2 separate regions of the Sus scrofa genome follow, and region 2 is linked to region 1. Evidence: chromatin contacts called from public HiChIP or PLAC-seq data. All regions are on one chromosome and are shown on one strand. The core of a region is the stretch at or near the end of the contact, and the rest is flanking DNA. Distances in the headings are between cores, read along the strand shown. Region 1 holds the start of DNAJC7 (dnaJ homolog subfamily C member 7). Region 2 holds the start of CNP (2',3'-cyclic-nucleotide 3'-phosphodiesterase).

What was found. HiChIP or PLAC-seq counts read pairs in DNA pulled down with a chosen protein or histone mark.
Region 2: an H3K27ac HiChIP or PLAC-seq map of skeletal muscle shows a contact between it and region 1. The contact joins the promoter of CNP here to the promoter of DNAJC7 in region 1. A contact is called at or near these places in 2 of 5 promoter capture datasets (fetal liver and liver), 25 of 47 Hi-C or Micro-C datasets (alveolar macrophages, blood, brain and 12 more) and 2 of 2 datasets of contacts at active chromatin or transcription factors (alveolar macrophages and skeletal muscle).

The regions. Positions count from the first base shown.
Region 1 is chr12:20,724,549-20,727,248 of Sscrofa11.1, reverse strand. It overlaps DNAJC7 (dnaJ homolog subfamily C member 7), which reads right to left and starts at 1,312. Exons shown (of 15, transcript XM_003131409.5): 1 at 1,150-1,312. The coding sequence starts at 1,226.
Region 2 is chr12:20,764,373-20,767,072 of Sscrofa11.1, reverse strand. CNP (2',3'-cyclic-nucleotide 3'-phosphodiesterase) reads left to right here and starts at 1,418. Exons shown (of 4, transcript XM_003131420.5): 1 at 1,418-1,598. The coding sequence starts at 1,596. It overlaps TTC25 (tetratricopeptide repeat protein 25), which reads left to right. Exons shown (of 12, transcript XM_021066990.1): 12 at 1-985.

The sequences.
Region 1 (2,700 bases), core at 63-2,562:
AGGAACTTGGGACACTGACTGCAATAACCATCCTTAAACTTGGTAACTATTCATCTGCCTCCCTGAGCACCCCTTATGTTTCAAACCTGGACAGTAAAAACACACAAACAAACAAACAAAATACCCCTCAGAATCCTGACTGCAGATCTCATGAACTACGCACCACCTGAAACCACCCAGACTGAAGCCATATGGGCTTGATATAAAGATATGCAATAAGTAGGAAGGAGAACGAGGGAACCGTAGTCAATTAAGTTGCGCCTGATAAGGAAAGGGCTCCAAACTTCCAGAACCTTTTCGTGAATTCCGCTCCAGCATTAGGACAAGTATGACTACCCACAACTGTGTTCCAACCCCACTCCAATAACCTGCTTTAGCTGTAGCCAAAACCCAGAGTGTTCTCGAAAACCACTCACTCAGCAGCTCCCTTGGCTAGTCCGGACTGGCAATCTCGAGCCACTGCGGCTGCCCAGCAGCGCCAACAGCGCCCAAGCAGCTGGCCTCCTTCTTGCTGCTTAAGAAATAGTCCTGGGGAAAATGAGGATCTTAGGAAGGACGGAGGGGGACGGGGGGCTGGGCGTGCAGACCATGAGACAAGCCCCTCACCCTTCTTTATCACCTTCAACTTCTAGGGCAACCGAGGGGCCACCAGGTCAATAATGAAGACACACAATCACCTCGGGCCAGACTAGTACTCGCTGGGGTATAACTACGGAGGAAAGGGAGAGAGAAAAGAGGGTTCTGGCGATGCAAAGTGCTGATAGACAACAATGTGCAGAAGTTAGCAAGAGGAGGAGGGGGTCGGGGGCGATGTAAGAAGTCGTCATCACCACTGCGCCGCCTCCCCCACCCCGCAACAAACCTCCCAGATCCCCTCAGAGACCTGGCCTCTGCAATGAGGACGACCTTCCTCTCTGCTGGGGAAACAAGGCCGAGCCTCAGCTCCCCAGCCAGGCGGAAGCTGGAGGGAAGGGCCGACCTCCGAGAGCGCCCCTTCAGGGGGTCCATCCGGACTCGAGCCCAGATTGGGGGGGGGGGGTCTCGGAGGGCGGGGCATCGCCTCGACAGGGGCTGCACCACGGCAAGGACGGGGTTCCCGGAGCCACGGAGCTTAAGCTCGCCCGTTCCCCTACCCTGCCACCCGGTTACCTCTTCGCTTCCTCGTCGTCGAGCAGCTCTGGCCCGGTCGCCGCCATTACCACATCGCACTCCGCGGCAGCCGCCATCTTACCGCCGGGACCAGAGAGCCGGGTGGGAGGCCGGCGGTGAAGAGCACTTCCGGTCGGACCATCGAGCAGCTCGGCGGCGCTGCGCCCAGAGGGGTTCCCTCGGGCCCGTCTACCAGCGAGAGGCTCTGCTTGGGGCCAGAGCGGCCTCCCGCCCTCGGAGGTCCACGGTGGTCTCCGCCCTGGGGCGGGGACCCAGAGACGGTTCCTGTGCGTAGGGGGCGCCACTTTACCCTTGGGTCGGACGAGGGATACAGGCTGCTGTCTCCTCTCTAGGCTTTGGCTTTTCTCAGTATTCTGAGAGCCTCGTTGCCATAACAACTTCCAATCCTAGAGAGTCTCCCGTGAGGCTCGGAGAGTCGGACTGGGTAGGGATCCTGTGACCTGGAGGGAAAGAGCCCCCCCCCCCCACTACTATCTTTTCGACCTTGAGAGTGTGTCCACAGCTTCCTTCACGAAAGGAAAGAAGAGACACTTTGAGTCCTTCTTCCCCAGCGTTCATCGGCCCCTAGAAGCCCTGCCCAACCAAGCCAGAGGAACGCAGGGCGTCTTCACACCGCGCCTTTCATCCCCTCTGGATCTCCAAGCACCAACTGGTTCATCACCCTAATGACGCTGACCCTTTGATGAGGCTGCTTTCATGTCAGCCTCCGGGAGTGCCATCTCAGCATTAAACCTAGGGAGGGTGGCATGGGGCCCCAGACTCTGCTCTGGAGTTTATAAGGCAGCTCACGGGGTGAGGTCCCTTCTCCACAGTGTCCCCATTGCTCTCAACCCTTATGTAAACTCCCTGCTCAGCACGCTTGTCTTGTCAAATGCAGTCTGGATCGGGAACTCAGAGAGGGCAAGGACACAGCCTGATCATCTTTTTAGCAACTCCCTTCACTCAAACCAATAATATTTGTGGCCTTGAATTGTATTGGGGTTTCCTGAGGTTAAATTGGGGGAGTTTGAAGTTAAAAATTAAAGTTAACCGGTACTGGAGTTCCCGTCGTGGCTCAGCAGAAACGAATCTGACTAGCATCCATGAGGACACAGGTTCCATCCCTGGCCTTGCTCAGTGGATTAAGGATCTGGCGTTGCCCTGAGCTGTGGTGTAGGTCGCAGAGGTGGCTCAGATCTGGCGTTGCTGTGGCTGTGGTGTAGGTTCCCTAGCCTGGAAACCTCCATATGCTGTGGGTGCGGCCCTAAAAAAAGATTAAAAAAAAAATTAGAGTTAATGGATACTAAAATAAGAGGGGCTCAAGGGAATTTAAAAAGGATTTATCCCCCTTCTTCAGTAAAACAGTCTGTGCCATTGTTGGTAAGTTGCCTGCATGGCCCCTGCCTATCACAGTGCTGAGGAAGCTAAATCACACCTAGCACCTGGGGAACAGAGGATGGGAGAGGCTCAGGTTTTTGGAAGAGAAAAGTCGTTCATCCAGCCAGTCATTCAGCAGCCCTCTCTAAAGTGCCTACTTTTTGCTAGGTTGGG
Region 2 (2,700 bases), core at 169-2,668, 40 kb before region 1:
AGTGAATCTGACTAGTATCCATGAGGACGCAGGTTCAATCCCTGGCCTCTCTCAATGGGTTAAGGATCCAGCATTGGTGTGAGCTGTGGTGTAGATCCCAGACATGGCTCGGATCTGGTGTTGCTACAGCTCCAATTTGACCCCTAGCCTGGGACCCTCCATACGCCACAGATTTGGACCTAAAAAAGCCAAAAAAAAAAAAAAAAAAAAAAAAAGGAAGAAGAAGGAACAGTTTCAGGAGAATGAAGAAATGGGTGAGCTCTAAGGAACTCAAAACCCTTAAGGAGGGGAGGACAGAGAAAGGCCTGGGAGTAGAGGTACATCTGCCCAGCTGCTGGCCATTGGTTCATCTTGCTGAGTACCTACTGTGTGCAGAGGACTGTGGGAGGCTTTCTGGAAGAAATAAGGATGAGACCTCTCATCCATCACATAGTGAAGGCAGCCTACTTGTAAACCCCTAAGCCTGGACAGCCGAATGAAATGCACGCTGGTGCTGGTGGGACGCTGGGCTCTAGGACCCAGAGGGAGAAGGAAGGTGTCTGCCCCAGGACTGTGGGAGTAGGAGCTGCAGCTGATCCCGCCTCCCGCCACCATATAGTCAAGTAAACCGTTGTCTGCAAGGCTGTTTTCTCACACCTGAGGTTTATATGGGTACTTAGCACAGCACCTGGTACACAGGAAGCTCTTGAAAACCCACCTCAGCTTTCAGTGGTTTCACAGAGGGGGTGGCTGAGCAGCTGCCTCAGAGGGTGAGTTAGGATTTCACGTTATTCATCTATCCCTTTGGCCATTGCCATCCTAATCCCATCTCCACAATTCCTGAAGTGTTGGGGTTGGTGGGGGCAGAGGCTGACTTTAGGCTGAGGCTAGGGGGAGGCAAATGAGTCATTTCGAATGCAACTTTTAAGTAATGTAGGGTCCAAAAAAACTCACTGAGAAAAGAGAAACTATTTTAATGCAATATGGTTAAAAAAAAAAAAAAAAAGCAAAAACTGGAGTTTCCTAGTGGCTCAGCAGGTTAAGGGCCAGGCATCGCCACTGCTGTAGCGAGGGTTATAGCCCTCGACTGGGAACTTCTGCGTGCTGAAAAAAATTCATGCAAAAAGTGATGATGAGTACGATATCAAAACTTAAAGACAGGATTCAGCCTTGCACTTGGAAGACCCTGCCTTCCTCGCCTCGACCCAATTTCCGTGCGGGACCGAGGAGGGTGACTGTCTCCTTCAAGGTGTTTGTCCGTAACTCCTACAAGAAAAACAGGCCACACCAGCCGTCCGCCTCCACCTTGGTCCCCGGCCGCCGCGCAGCTGCTTGACTGAGGCACAGGGGCACCACAGCCCGAGCGCACGGGAGCGGGGTCCTTTCCACCCCCTGCCGAATCAGTTTCGAGTTTCGATTCGCCGCGCCTGCGCAGAGGGGGCCGGAGCCGGAGCCGGCCCACCCCCGTCCCGCCCGCGGGCGCTCCGCCCCCGGGCTATGTAAGGCGGCCGAGCGTGGCCACGCGCCACCGCTAGACTCCGTGTCCCTCCGCGCGGGCGGGCGGCCCCGGAGAGCCAGTGCTGCGAAGGCGGCGACCGCGGCGCCTCCTCCTCATCATGGTGAGCGGGCGCGGGAAGGGCCGGGAGGGGAGCGAGCGGACCGGGCCAGGATAGCACCTTAGTGGAGAAGGGGAGCGCTGGGCGACTGGGGGAGGAAGTGGCATGCAAATGAGGAGCGTGGTTCCGGAGTGGAGTTGGGGTTTTCTCGGCAGTCCGGTGCAGCCCGGAGGTAGCTGCGACGCGGGGAGAGTCGGGGAGTGGGGACAGCGCTGGAAGAGGAAGGGAATCGGGCAGCAGCCCCGGGGCAGACGCGGGAGGCCGGTGGGCTCAGGTAACACGCTGGGCCCACGCTGGGTGGGCCTGCGGCGCGCTCCCCTGCTCGGGGCCTCATCGGAGATAAACGTACGCCAGCTGAGCTCGCAGGGGACTGGCGGGAGGTGGGGCCTCCCGATTGAGAGGAGAAGGCGGCTTACAGTAAAAACTATCACCTGTGGCTTTTTGCTGGCAGGAAAACAAGCGGCTCAGAGAGGTGCTGCTGACACACAGCAAGGGGTGGGCAGAGCTAGACCCTGGACACAGGTGTCCAGTACCGCCCAGTCCTGGGGCAGGCACAAAGACCAAGACTTTGGTGGGGGGGAACCAGGGCAGAGGAGGAGGTGGCAGGGGTGCTGAATGAAGCCCTTTGTCCAGTGCTCTCCTGCCCTGCCCCCCACCAGCCTTTCTGTGGGACCATTGTCCCCCCCCATCCCAGACAAGAGAGTATTATTTGTTGCTGGCATTGTTGGGGGAAGGGAGGCGGGCTTGGGGTCACCCTTCTCCACCCCCACCCTCCTCTGTGCACTCAGAGCCAGGGCAGCTGTGGCTTTGCCCAGACGTAGAGCCCCCCACCACCTCCAAAGAGGTCATCCTTAGTAGGTGCCAGGAATATAAAGTTAGGGTCCGCTCCCAAGAGCGCAGGCTTCAGGCCCTCCCCTGCATGCACTTCCAGCAGTTTTCCTTTGGAAGTGGTGGCAGCGAGTGATCTTCGAGTAGGAGTTTCAGACCCAGACAAGTGCTCCTCTCCAAGCTGCACAACCCGAAGCCATCAGGTTGCAAAGACCTAGGAGAATAGGACCAGCACCCCACGTTTTGGGACGGTGCCCGCAGCACCCCGGGGGTGCCT